3 separate regions of the Mus musculus genome follow, and all the other regions are linked to region 2. The links are chromatin contacts, called in public HiChIP or PLAC-seq and promoter capture Hi-C maps. All regions are on one chromosome and are shown on one strand. Each heading gives the region's core, a stretch centred on a gene start, on an enhancer-like site or on the middle of the called end of the contact. The rest is flanking DNA. Distances are from core to core; before and after follow the strand shown. Region 1 overlaps Gm13791 (a long non-coding RNA gene). Region 2 holds the start of Tspan18 (tetraspanin 18). Region 3 overlaps Ext2 (exostosin glycosyltransferase 2).

Region 1 (4,599 bases), core at 820-3,319, 450 kb after region 2:
TGCCAGGTAGGGACTGAGGGATGCTGGGAGAACCTGGAGGTCAGATCTGCTTTGATGTGTAAAATATGCCCCTCAGTCCTTGATCCTGGGTTCCAAGCCTAACAAGTTTCTACACCAGGTTTGGGAAATGTCAAGGAATGGCTGTTCAAGCCCAAGATAAGCTAATTAATCTTTGGACACACACCCTTCCAATCTCTACATTATGGAAATTCTAATCTGCCAATCAGTGTGCAGATTCAGTTTCCTTTCAGGAAGAAAGGAATTTCCCAACAAATTCCCAAAGGAATTTGTTCACAGTCTCCCCAGTCCCACCAACTCCTTCTCTGTCTTCATCAGCCTCCTGACTCAGCTCATCTGCCTTCAACCTCCCTCAGTCCTCTCCTCTCCCTTTCCCTCTTCCTTCCCTCTCTCTCCCTCATTCTTTTCAGCCTCCCTCATTCTCCCTTAGTGTCCTTAGCCTCCCTTGACTTCCTCATCCTCTGTCATCTATCACACTTGGCCTCTTCATCCTCCCTCATGCCCTCCATCACTCTTGGCCTCTCAGCCTTCTCAATCTCACTTGGTCCCCCTTGGCCTACTCAGGCTCCCTCTGCCTTCATAGCCTCTGTTTCCCACAGCCCCCTCTGTTCCCTCATCCTCCTTTGCCTTCCATGAGCCTTCTCAGCTCTTCCCCCACTGTTCATTTGGACTTTCTTAGCCTTCTTACACTCATCGCTCAGCTCAGTCTATTCTCTTTTCTATTCTGCCTCCGACCAGATATCTGTGCCCTGGACGTTGTACATACCCAGCTCATCCAGAAAAACTGCCTCGCCTTTGAAATCTGATGCTAACATCATGGCTGAGGCCAAGCTGGCTTTGGCTTGAGGTCCAGCAAGATGCCTCTGGGAGCCGGCGCCTCCTCTTCCCAGGTGGGCTCCCTTACAGCTTGTTTCCAGCACCTTCCACCAGTAGCCAGCCTGAGCCTGCTTTTGATGGAACGAGTCAAGGCTTTACTGGAGCTTCTGGTTTCTGTACAAAACTTGTTTGAGGCAGAGCAAGAATGTGGCACATCTTGAAGCTGGAACAAGTTTGGTCAAGCTGGGAAATGCAGCCCAACAGGTCAGGGTACCCACCGTGGGGACCTGTGGAGAAAGGGTGACCAATGTTCCTACCTGGTTCTTGTTCTCATGTCATGGAAGTTCCCAAAGCTGGATCTCAGGTGCAGCCTCTGGATCGGTGGCATCTGCTCATGGCTATGCGCCTGACCTAGTGCTACCCAGGTAATGGGCTCGTATTGATGTCACAGTGAGATGAATGGTGGCTGCCATTGGTTTTGGACCTGGGACAAGGGACTGAGGTGAATATTTTACATATGAAAGCAGACCAGACCTCCAAGTTATGCCAGCATTGGCAGTCCGTACCCTGCCCCAACCCCAGAACTTTCCAGCCCAGGGCCTGGGCTGCCCTTCCCTCAGAGGTTCTTCCCTGTATAATCCAGACATTTTGGAGACTCAACAGAAACAGACTGAAAATTATAAATAAATAAATAAACAAACAAACAAATAAATAACAAAAAAAAGAAAAGAAAAGAAAAAAGGAAAGAAAGAAAAGATTTGGGCTTGTAGCGAACCAAGCATGCAGCAGCTTTTATTCTGCCATTATTAAACATTACAATAAGGATCATAGCAAATCTGTTTTAAAGTATGCAGGAGGTAGGGTGTTTGGGGGTCACATGCAGCTCTTTTACAAGGAGCTTGTGTGTCTCAGATTTTCGTATCTGAGGGTTCCTGGGAACACACCCACCCCAGGTCATGAGAGACAGTGGCACTCAGAGAAAGGGTCTTTGTACTGTAGTTAAGCATCTTACATGCAGATTACATTGGGTTATCTAGGTGGACCCTGTGACAAGTATCCTTACAAAAGCCATAGAAGAGGCAAGTGGTCCTGGAAGATGGAGAGGGAGGAGCCAGCAGTGACTGGAGATAGAGGGGGAGGAGCCAGCAGTGACTGGAGATGGAGGGAGAGGAGCCTGCAGTGACTGGAGATGGAGAGGGAGGAGCCAGCAGTGACTGGAGATGGAGAGGGAGGAGCCAACAGTGACTGGAGATGGAGGGAGAGGAGCCAGCAGTGACTGGAGATGGAGGGGGAGGAGCCTGCAGTGACTGGAGATGGAGAGGGAGGAGCCTGCAGTGACTGGAGATAGGAGGGAGAGGAGCCAGCAGTGAGTGGAGATGGAGGGGGAGGAGCCTGCAGCGACTGGAATTTCTGTACAGGATCTACCGGCTGCCAAGAGGCAAGGAAGGAACTCTGCCAAGCTCCCAGTGAGAAGTGACCCTCACACAGGATCTTGGGCTTTTAGTCTTAGCTCTGCCCTTGTTGGGATAGTAAGGACAAGCTGACAGACTCAAATTCAAGTCCCCACTAGGGCCTTTCAGGACCCTATAGCCTTTGCTAAATCGTTTTAACCTCCAGGGCTTTAAGTAGTAATAGGCGTGAACAAACTCAGGCTCGTGGTGAGGATGCTGAGAGATCATGTCCCCGTTCAGACGTATAAGACCGCGTTCCAGGCACCGCAGTTACCCTGCCTCTGGCTCCTTAAGCATCTTTCTCAGTCTCGATCTAGCCCCTCACACTCTTCCTTTTGGAGTTCTTGTCCCAGCTGCTGGAAAGCCTAGGTACCTTTCATCCTTTGGCCTGGCTGGGGTGGGGGTAGGGGGTGCGGAAATCGCTAGTGCTCAAGCTTCTTCCTGCCCTCTCCTCTCCGCAGCCCTCCCCACAGTCACTTCCCATTGTTCCTGCACTTTACCAGACTGCAAGCTCTGTTGGGGGCAACCACATCTGAGCTGGAATTGGCTTAACGAATATCTAATTAACATTTGTTGATTTCATGGTTCCCTATAACTGGCTCTAGGGAAGAAACCTGATCCTGTGGTATTCTGGTTTTGTTTTGTTTTATTAGAAAAATAAGGATGTTGGAAATAAGGGGTGTTCTTCCTCTCAAACTTCCATCCTGTTCAGCAAAGCTAAGAATCAGCGAGTCGAGGCTCTGCTCATGTGGCCTCTTGCTGCCCCCTGGTGGGCAAGATGATAAATGGCACCTCATCATTTTCCCTTGTCTGTTTTGTACTCTGTTAAGAACACACAAAAAGCCACCCACTGAAGCAGAATAAAGCCAAAGAAAGGACAATATTCAGCAGTCAAAAGACCATGCTTTCTTTTCCATGACATGCTGTGGGTCACAGAGTTGTTCCGCATATCAGGAATGGTGATGGAGGGCCTGAGGCCACCACCTTAAAACTCCTTGGGTGAATCTGGTCTTAGGGCGGCTGTGCACAGCCTGTGTTCTTATCTGTGAATTGGGCATAGAAAGCATCCACCTCACAGACGTTTCAAGACTAAATGTGGCAAGGCACCTGACCTGTGGGAAATCCTTAGCAAAGGTCGGTACCCTTCTGGGCTTTCAATACATTTTGCATGAAGAGGCAGCAGCCACAGACACGGGGTATTTAGTACTCAGGTCTAGTTTCTGTTGTCATAAAGTACCCTTAAAATGCCACTTAAAGGAGAAGAGGTAGAGTTTTAGCTCACAATTCCAAGTTGTAGACCATAATACCAGGGAAGTCAAGGCAGGAACTTGAGTCATCTTCACAGTCAAGAGCAGAGAGAGCGTGATGCATGTCTGCTTGTCCATGTTCAGCTCCTTCTTATGCTTATACAACTTAGGGCCCCCTGCCTAGGGAATGGTGCCACCCACAGTAAGCTGGATCTGTCCCACACCAACTCCTGAAATCAAGACAATCCCTCCCAGATGTTAGCATTTCCTCTAGGCTCCGCCCCACAGTTACCTAGCAACAGCCAGGTATATAAGCTTGGAGCCAGGCATACAAGGGCTGTTCAGGCTTCTTTCTCTCTCCATCTTCTCCCCCGCCCCCCTACCTATTCTCTCTCTCTACCTATTCTCTCTCTTTCTCCCTATGTGTCCCTGGATGGCCTCTTCCCTTCTTTCTCTCTCCTCTCTTTTTCAGTCCTTCCCTGTCCCCCATTCTCTGCCTCAACCCCCTTTCCCCAGGTCCCATATAAATTCCCTTTTATATTAAGCCTGTCCTGTGTCTGACTCTTCAGAGGGAACACTTTGGCATGGGCCCGCCCAGGCACTTCATTTCACCACACCACTGTATGTTTTATAAAACACAACAACACACAAAAACATTTATGCATGTACACACATGCACAGGTGCGTGCATGCACACACACACACACCAACCTAATCTAGACAATCCTTCACTAAGACTCTCTTCCCAGATAATTCTGCATTGTGTTAGGTTAAAAAACTAGCACTATAGCACAGAGAAACAAGGAAATGAATCTGGGAGCCTCTAAACAAGTAGAGTTCGTTTCTAACCGAGGTTCTTTGAGCAGGCAGCTCTGGAGTCCCTCTATATCTAAATGCTTGTCTACAGAATCGAATGCTGATGTACAGATGGCTCCATTCACATCTTTCCACCTCTCTTCTAAACGTCTTCCTGCAGCACAGACATGGGAGCGCTGAGGTCAGGTGCCTCCCCCTCCTTCCTGGCAGCCAGGTGTGCTATGACATAGTTTCCATCAATCCCCATTCAC
Region 2 (4,371 bases), core at 1,042-3,541:
TTTCTTTGGAGTGGGCAAATGAGGAATCCTGGGCCTTCTGAACCTGGCGGCTTCTGGGTCTGTGCTAACCTGGCATCTCCTTGGTCAGAGCTAGCTGGCCCTTCCATTTCACCCCTGGGCTGTCTTTCTCCCCTCCCCACTCCATCCCCTTGGAATACTTCATTGCCTGCCTGAAACCTCATGATAAGCCACCATTTGGGGAACTTTCTTGGTTTCCCGACAGAACAGTTGAAGGGACCCTACAGGTTGTTTGCTCAACTTTGCATGTGGAAACACTAAGACTAAGATTGTTCTATGAATAGGAGACTAGCTCTCCCAGCATCAAAATGTGGTCTTATGTCTCATGGGACTAAACTTCCAGGGTCCCCATTTTGGGGGAGAAAAAAGGCACTTTTCTGTCTCTGCTATACAGGTATCATGTTTCCTGGTGTGCGGTGTCCCACGCTGGTTGCTAATGTGTCTTTAGTGACCTTTTTGGCGCTCACTGGACTCCAAGTGGGAGTGAGCCCTGCGATGCTCAGCCCTTCTTAGCCAAAGCAGCCAGCGGCATCTTGTTACACTTTCTTTTATTATGACTGAAGATCCGTTGTTGGAGTTTAATGACACCATTTTATTCGCACTGTATTTGTTTTATGATATCCTTCTATTTATAGCAATCCGACACTGCTCTTCCATTTATGGCCGTGGTAGAACATATCACTGTTTAAAAACAAACTCGTTTAAGTAAAACAAAATATAAAATAAGTGCTGATTTAAAGAAAGCACTTAAGCAGGCAGCCGTCATCCTTGGGCCCAGTCAGACTAACGTTCTCAAGGAGGCAGAAGGAAACGGAGGCCTGGAGTTAGATCCACTGTCCTAACTGGACGTGAGATGTACAGCCGGCCCAATCTTCTTTCCATCTACTTAGTTGGTTCTGGGGTGGAATTCAGGAGTCAGGGCTGGTGGCAAGTACCTGTTAGCAGGGAGCCATCTTGCTGGCCCCCAGCTTGTGCTGTCTCCCCTAAACTACACTGTGCCTGCTTTTGTCAAAACTTAATCTTTAAAGGCCCCTCCTGTCTGCCAAGCCTGGGCCTTTTCCCTCACAGCTTGATTCTGCTTAAGTTTCTGGGATGCCCCTCTTGGTTCCCAGGAGGCCCATGCAGCAGTCTTTTACAGCAGCAGCCTTGAGTTAAGGGCCTGTGAGGGTTCTCAGCCAGAGGGTTCCGTGCCCCACCCCCCCCCCCCACACACACACACTCTGTTTGGGAAGCTGAAGAGGTATCTATATATTGACAGACTTCCACACCTACGCCATTGGTCCACTGTTCTCGAAACTGCATGCCCCTCTGTCAAATCCCCTTCTTGGCCTCTCTCTGTGAAGTGGTTCAAAGGAACAGCCCTGAGACCTTAGACATTTTACTTCTTGGACTGTGGGCTTGAAAATACCAAGTCTGGTTTTCTGTTTACCCTTCAAAGCTCTGTCTAGCATCCTGACTTCACCAAGTTCCACACTGAAGTCAAAGAGTGTCTGTCCTGGGTGAGATCAGTGGGCCAAGTGGTCTCCTGTAGAGTGTAGTTTGATTTGTGTGTGTGTGGCCTCACAGGACTTTTCAAAGCTGAGACACTGATAATTGCTGCCAACGATTTGAGCCTTCTCATGACAGTCTTTCTTAGGTTGTGGCTCTTGAGTGCCTGCTTGTGAATTTTATATGGGTTCTGTATAGCATAGGTTAGCTGTCTTAGTGAACCCCAGTGGAGGAGAGGATGAAGTGAGAGCCTCTCACTGGTCTGGTCCTTAGCAGTGCTATAGTTTACAGCGGATGGGGTTGGGAGGCACCAACAATGAACCCTAATAGAGCTTGCTGCACAGGTTTCTATCTGGTACTTCCCTGGCAGTAAGTGGGAAACCAAGACGCGACATCGCAATGGAGAATCCCACACCCCAGCCCTGCAGTCCCACACACGGTGTGATAACAGCGAGAAAGCTTCCAGGGAATAAATGTCCCAGTCTAGCGTGCTACCTTCACCCTTCTCCAGCAATCTCCTAAATTCAGACATTGAGGCTAGGAGTGCAGAGGACATCGGGAGAGCACAGTTCCAGAAACCACGCTCTAGGACCCGGTGAGAGAGCGGCCGTGGACCATGAGAGCCGTGTCCGCCCCGGAGACGCGCCAGCACCGCGGCGGCAGTAGTGGCGACAGGAGACGGAGGGGCGGAGGCTGGGGCGGAGGGAGCGGGAGGGCGGGCCGGAGGGTGGCGGGAGGTGTGGCCGGCGGCGGTGGCGGGTGAGCCGCTGCAGCTGCCGCCGGCGTCTCAGGGGCTGCAAGCTGCAGGCGGACGCAACGCTGTGCGATTCCGAAGCCCAGCCACGCCAGGCCGCCCGGCCCTGGCCCCCAGCGGGCGTCGCCGCTCCTTGTCGCTTTGACGCCTAGCCCAGCGCCGCGGCGCAGGACTACCGGTGCCCCGCAAGTTGCGAGCGCACTCTGCGCCTGGGGAAACTTTACCCCGCGGCCGAGCCTCTGCCAGGTAGGATTCAATCACTGAGCCCCTCTGTGCGTACTGGCCCCGGGATACCGCGCGCTTCGGGGGAGATCCCAGATCAGTGCGGGTCCCAGGACGCTCGGGTAAGCGGCCACCAAGTTCTGAAGCGACTCCCCTGGGGGCGGGGACAGCGCCGCACTGAGTGACCCGGAGCATGCTCGGGTCGCGACTTCGCCCAGGTCAGGTGCAGCCATTCTGCGCCCAGCGATCTCGGGGGCTCAGGCGACAGTAAGGCGGCAGGTGGGACTCCCAGAGCCGGTGTGTTGGCCGGGGCTGTACCGAGAGTGAAGGGGTGAGCCCAAGTGACCCTGCACACAAGCAGGTCACAACGGGGGACACGGAGCCGGGCTTGGGCGCGGCGGACAGCCGATCGGGCTGGGGCACCGAGCGCTCTTCGCCTTCGTGGGACCCTGGTAGCAGGGCCTGGAGAACGCTCCTAGATTTTGCTCTCGCACCCGAGTTATCATTCCTTGCGCGGGAAGATGTCCAGCTCCGTGGATGTGGAGACCTAGGAGGTTCCCGGGCGGGTCCGGAGCTCCTTGCGGCCGGATGTGGGGTGTGGTGGCCGTGGGTTCCTTAGCGTGGCTGGCCGAGGTGGGCGCGCGCGGGCTCCGGGTCCTGCTTGCGCTGGGAGAGTTGTCTCGCCAGGGGGCGCCCTTCCCTGGCCAGATCGGCTTCCCAGACCAGCCTAGGAGCTTCTCTGAGTTTCTGAGCTCATGGAACCGCAGATGGACCAAGGCAATGCGCGTGGGGTCTGTTTGGAGGAGCTCCCCACCTTGTCCCAGAGAATCGGACGGAGGTGCACCCACTGTGAGACTGATGTGCAACGATCAGACGGATCAGTGTCATGAGGTGGGCTGCTGGCAAGGATGAGTGAACAATTTACACCCAGAAAAACAAAAGAAAGTTTACATGAACAGCAAGCCTGCATGGAGACAATAGGATAGAACATTAGTTGGATTTACTTGAAGTTACTGAAACCCAGCCATTTTTGTAAAAGTGGCATCTTTTGTCCTGGTCCTGGTCAGATCTCTGGGCGTGGTGGGCAGGATTTGTCCTCTCTCTGGGCATAGGTAGATTGGGGGCATAGGAATTTCTATAGTTTCATCAAAAGGGATACACTCCTCACCCATTACCGAGAGCACTCCATGTCCTGGGCCTGAGGTCCCACATGCATCTCTATGATCACGTCCCACATGCTGGTGAAAACGCACTTTCTTCCTTCCTGTACTCTTAGACTCCTGTATTGTGTGGGTGGAAAGGGTCATCTTTGTTGTGTGAAAGGCTGTTCTTATGGAGGGGACTTTGGAGGGAATTGGTGCCTTCTCTTCTCACTAAACTTCTCTCTGTTCCCCCAAGAGAGTACAGATAAGCTCACAGAGACCGTAGCTTCACACCGACTGAAGTTTTCATGTGCCCTTGCTAGGAATTCGTGCTCACCATCCAAGCTATTCCATATACCCCACCACACACACACACACACACACACACACACACACACACAGGTGTTGGGAATGGGTCCCCAAGATACAGATGGGGTCCTGCCTTCAGCCTGGGTAGAAACCACATGTGTTTATTGGATACAGCTAGTACCCCCATCCAGGACAAAGTTTCCATCAGACAGATCATCCTATCTGCCTGGCTTCTGTTTGGAATGGCAGAGCCAACGCAGAGAGGCAAAGGAAAGGGTGGGGACCCTTGTCACTGGGTTTGTCTTTAAGACATGCCAGAAAACAAAAGAAGAGTGTTGTTTGTTTTAGTTTTAATGGCTCTCAGTGTGTGTGTGTGTGTGTGTGTGTGTGTGTGTGTGTGTGTAGCCTAGTTGGAGAGCCCCGCCCACCCCTGGAACG
Region 3 (4,294 bases), core at 33-2,532, 450 kb before region 2:
ACACCTGTCAGTTGAGCGGCACCTTGGCTGCCTTCTGTGTACACCTGTCAGTTGAGTGTCACCTTGGCTGCCTTCTGTGTACACCTGTCAGTTGAGCGTCACCTTGACTGCCTTCTGTGTACACCTGTCAGTTGAGCGGCACCTTGGCTGCCTTCTGTGTACACCTGTCAGTTGAGCGTCACCTTGACTGCAGTGTTAAAGCTGCTCATACATCTCAGTGGCTCCTCCCCAGGAGCAGGAGCGCAGCTTCAGGTCCCTTTGTAATCTAGGCATGTGCTTTGTGGAGAAAACAGTCACTGGGCCTCCTACCTCCCTGCCAGGTGAGAGGTCAGCATTAACTGACACCAGGGCCTGACATTATCCTGAGAGAATTAGAGCAAGAGCTTAACAAGATGCAGGAACAGTTATCGCCAGCAGGGGTCTCCCTCTACTTTTAAGTGACTAATTTTCCTGCCAGGGATTTAAGTCTGTGAGAAATCCCCAATGCCAGGAACTGCTTGCTTCTCAAGGGACAGAGTCCTCACTGCTGTTCTCTAGAGACCATTTTGTTCAAGTGACAGTGCAGGCATTTGCGCTACATGGGACAGCACCCATCACACACACACACACACACACACACACACACACACACGCATGCATTCACGCACTCACTGAGGGGGAGGTGGATTAAAACTAACTGAATATAAATATAAAAGAAAGGCTATGATCTGAGTGTTGTATAGTCATTATCATCGGAACCGTTACTGTTGGCATAAAGGAGAGGGCTATGGAGCGGCTATACCTACGGACAGAGCTCCTGCCCTAACTGAGCCAAAGCTATGAGGAAGCCAATTGTTATGAAGAAGACCATAACAGAGAGAAGCCCCACGGCAGATAATTCTGAAAAATCCCCGAGAGCAATGTGAACAACACAGCACTGGGAAGTCTAGCTGTGACCTGCGTGGCTTCAGGAGAGATGTTGAAAGCAATCTCTTCAGTTAGTGGATGGGAGCTGGCTCTCACTTGAACTTTATTGTACCCTGTGCTAATTAACTAGTTAATTGATTTATTGAAGCCCTAATTGTTTTTTTTGGGGGGGGTTATGGGCCATAGTAAGGCTTTGTGCCTAGTTACAAGGGCAAAAGTCATCTTGGGGTGCAGTTTACCCACAGAGCTGGTTGGGAAGATGGTGTTCAAGTTCTAGAATACACTAAGCTCAAACAGACTCAGGAGCAGTTGCCAGGCAGGTTGGCTGGGAGGCAGCCTTCCCAGTAGGTCTTAAAGATGAGCTTTGTTATGTTAAAGGCAGGAGGAAGTTTGCAGCTAAGTGTCTCTCTACAGTCAAATGGCACTTTCATATCCCAGCCTCCCTGGAGTCACCAGAGAAAGCATGCAGTCTCCTGTCTCCGAAGGCTGGGGAGACGCTGGACTGGCTGCTTAGAAATGTTTATGTGAAGGGGGAAAGGTGTAAGTGGACCCCTGATTTATCTGTCGAGCAGAGTTCCCAATACTGTTTTATTGCTCAGTGGCTCCACAAGCGGTGACCTCTAACCCTAGCAACACTAGGAGGTGGAAGTCAGGAGCCTGCCTCGCCTTTGAACTCGCCTTTGTACTCAGCTGACCAGAGGCCTTCGAGGCGGCAGGGCTTGACCATCTTGTCTTCTCTCAGGTCGCCAGCACTCAGGAAAACCGAAGCAGCGAGTCTCTGCTCTGTTGCATCTCACTGTAGTTTGTGGTTGCCTAGGAGATATGCCACATCTGTATGCAGCAGGGGAGCCTTGGGGATGGTGGCATCTGAGTAGGGGATGGACAGGCCACTGCTTAGCAAGTAAGCCCAAGGGTGCAGCACCCAGACAGAGCTGTGCCCGTCTGTGCCTGTGCCCACATGCTTCATGTGTGGGCGAGCAACTCGAGGGTGCTCTAGTTTGCCTCATTTATACAGAATCTCCATGCATTGAATTCCAGGATTTGGTTTCCATAGCCACTGCTGTTTTGATGCCCCAACCTTGAAGGGAGGGCAGTGTCACACCAATTATTTGAGTCTGAGATGGGTCAGAACTCTCAGCAGAGCAGCCAGAGCCAGAAGTGTTGTAGGCTTCCTTCCCTGCAGGGGTCTGCACAGATGGTGCAGTTCTTCAGGACACAGTGCCTTTGTTTTGTTTTTCATGGCCTGCATTCCCGGTCTCAGTATCAACGAATATACCATCTCTCCAAAGCTGTTATTAGTGGGAACCTCAATCCTTAAATTAAAGTTTAATCTGGTAAACATATATAATTAAAAAATATATTGGTTCATTTTTGTCTTAACAGTGTTTTCTGTTTGGTCTATATTTCTTTTTTGTTCGTTTGTTTAGATTTACTTATTTTTATTTTGTGCATGGGAGTGTTTGCTCGCATATTTTGTCAGTGTGCCACCCCAGTGCCTGGCCCATGGAGATTAGAGGAGGATGCCAGGTCCCCGAGAAACGGAGCTACAGACAGTTGTGAGCCACCTTGTGGGTGCAGGGAATTAACTGCTGGGCCTGGGCCGTTGTTCCAGCCCCTTAGGCTTTCAGGTTTGAAAGTGTTCTGCAAGTCCCTCATGTGTCTAGCTCCTCAGCCACCCAGCTCTGTGTTATCCAGGGATCCCTTGTGCTGCTGGCCTGTCTTGTCCCTAAGGTTGTCTGGCAGTCTGCCCATTATCCCTACCCAGCATACCCCAGTTTACAAAGCAGATTCTTTCTACAGGAGGGAGATCGACTGTTGGAAGAGTCAGCTTTTACGTGCACTAATCTTCCAAAGACTACACAGCCAAGGCAGGCAGGGCATACACTGTTCTGCCACAAATGCGCTCAGACCCCAGGGCCATTTGGCCTGGGCTGTGGATGAAGTCAGGTCGCATTCCCAGCCACTCAGGCTGACTTCCCATCACCTCACCTAGCCTCCTCTCCAAAGAGGTTGCTTGAGATATTTCAAGCTGGACAGTCCTGGAAATACATTAGGAAGAAAGGGTGTCATTGCAAATTTCTGGGGTCAGTGCTGTAATTCATGTAATTCTCACCCCTCTCCCCAGCTGTGAAATGGAGAATTTATTTTTTACACAAGCGAGAGCCTGAGATGGCACAGAGGCAAAGGAGCTTGTGTGCAAACCTGACAACCTTAGTGCAATCCCTAGAATCCATGAGGAGGAGGAAGGCACCAATTCCTGCATGTTGTCCTCTGACCTCCAAATGGTATCAGTGTTATACACATGTACACACACACACATACACTCAGTAAACACATGAATTATAACCTTGGAACTTCACATATACTCAACATGCACATGCATATATGATAAGTAAATTGGTACATTATACTTTTGGAATTACACATACTCTCATACAAATATACATATAAGAAATAAATTAGATTATACTCTTGGAACTACACACACTCACACATGTACACATGTAATGAATTAGTAGATTATACTCTTGAAAATATACAATACACATGTAATAAGTAATTAGAGGATTATACTCTTAGAATTGCACTCAAACACACTAACATTCTCACATACACATATACATGTAATAAATTAGTATATTATATTCTTTTTTTTTTGTTTTATTTTTGTTTTTCGAGATGGTTTCTCTGTATAGCCCTGGCTATCCTGGAACTCACTCTGTAGACCAGGCTGGCCTCGAACTCAGAAATCCGCCTGCCTCTGCCTCCCGAGTGCTGGGATTAAAGGCCACCACACTGGCTAGTATATTATATTCTTGGAAGCACACATGCTAACACATACACACATGAAACAATTTCCCTTCAGTTCTGATAGGCTACTCTGCTGTCTTCTTCAACTTGGCTTTCCAGCTTGCTCTTAGAACATATGGGGCTGGCAGAGCAGCTCAGTGGTAGAACACTTGCCTCGCATACACAAGGTCCTGATTTTAGACCCCAGCACGACCAGAGAAGAAAAATGCTACTGTGTCACTTCCCCTCAGAGGGAGCACTTTCTGGGCTGGAATTCTTCCTTTGAAAGGAGAAGTGAGTTCTGATACCCAGAGGCCCCGTGGCCATAGGAGAGCCTCGATGAGGGCTACCACTTGGGGGAGATTTTCAATGCATGTTTTTTCAGTAGTACTGTGTATTCTGTGTTTGAGTTTTTCCGTGTATATAACCCCACACTGTGAGGGACCAATCCATGCAGTTGTTTAAAGCAGGGTAAATAAGGACTGCTTTAATCGACATCTTAAGGGAGAACATTGCTCTGTGTGTATGTTAAAACTTTTTTTTGAAACTTTGGTATTAGGAACCTTGTTGGAAAAAGACTTTTACCAAGTATCTGATG

What was found. Promoter capture Hi-C pulls out the DNA fragments that hold promoters and counts their contacts. HiChIP or PLAC-seq counts read pairs in DNA pulled down with a chosen protein or histone mark.
Region 1: an H3K4me3 HiChIP or PLAC-seq map of craniofacial prominence shows a contact between it and region 2, with 4 times the contacts expected there. The contact joins the enhancer-like site here to the promoter of Tspan18 in region 2. A contact is called at or near these places in 7 of 39 promoter capture datasets (the C10 cell line, cranial neural crest, embryonic stem cells and 4 more), 1 of 15 datasets of contacts at CTCF or cohesin (large pre-B cells), 5 of 484 Hi-C or Micro-C datasets (cerebellum, cerebral cortex, cortical neurons and 2 more), 5 of 115 datasets of contacts at active chromatin or transcription factors (craniofacial prominence, embryonic stem cells, large pre-B cells and 1 more) and 1 of 9 other capture datasets (embryonic stem cells).
Region 3: a contact with region 2 is called in a promoter capture Hi-C map of hippocampal neurons, with 4 times the contacts expected there. The contact joins the enhancer-like site here to the promoter of Tspan18 in region 2. A contact is called at or near these places in 6 of 39 promoter capture datasets (cranial neural crest, hippocampal neurons, liver and 3 more), 1 of 484 Hi-C or Micro-C datasets (embryonic stem cells) and 3 of 115 datasets of contacts at active chromatin or transcription factors (astrocytes, neural tube and stem cell-derived neural progenitor cells).

Annotation. Positions count from the first base shown.
Region 1 is chr2:92,881,646-92,886,244 of GRCm38.p6, reverse strand. The region is part of intron 2 of Gm13791 (a long non-coding RNA gene); the gene reads left to right. Among named protein-coding and RNA genes, the nearest start is that of Syt13, 31 kb to the left of the region's middle. Within about 2 kb of position 2,069, at least 37 of the 459 cell types and tissues checked have an H3K27ac peak or open chromatin away from gene starts, as enhancers often do. A contact at or near this core is called in craniofacial prominence, where this site is marked.
Region 2 is chr2:93,332,407-93,336,777 of GRCm38.p6, reverse strand. Tspan18 (tetraspanin 18) reads left to right here and starts at 2,291. Exons shown (of 10, transcript NM_183180.2): 1 at 2,291-2,506.
Region 3 is chr2:93,782,564-93,786,857 of GRCm38.p6, reverse strand. All of the region lies in intron 7 of Ext2 (exostosin glycosyltransferase 2), which reads left to right. Among named protein-coding and RNA genes, the nearest start is that of Ext2, 38 kb to the left of the region's middle. Within about 2 kb of position 1,282, at least 39 of the 459 cell types and tissues checked have an H3K27ac peak or open chromatin away from gene starts, as enhancers often do. A contact at or near this core is called in embryonic stem cells and hippocampal neurons, where this site is marked.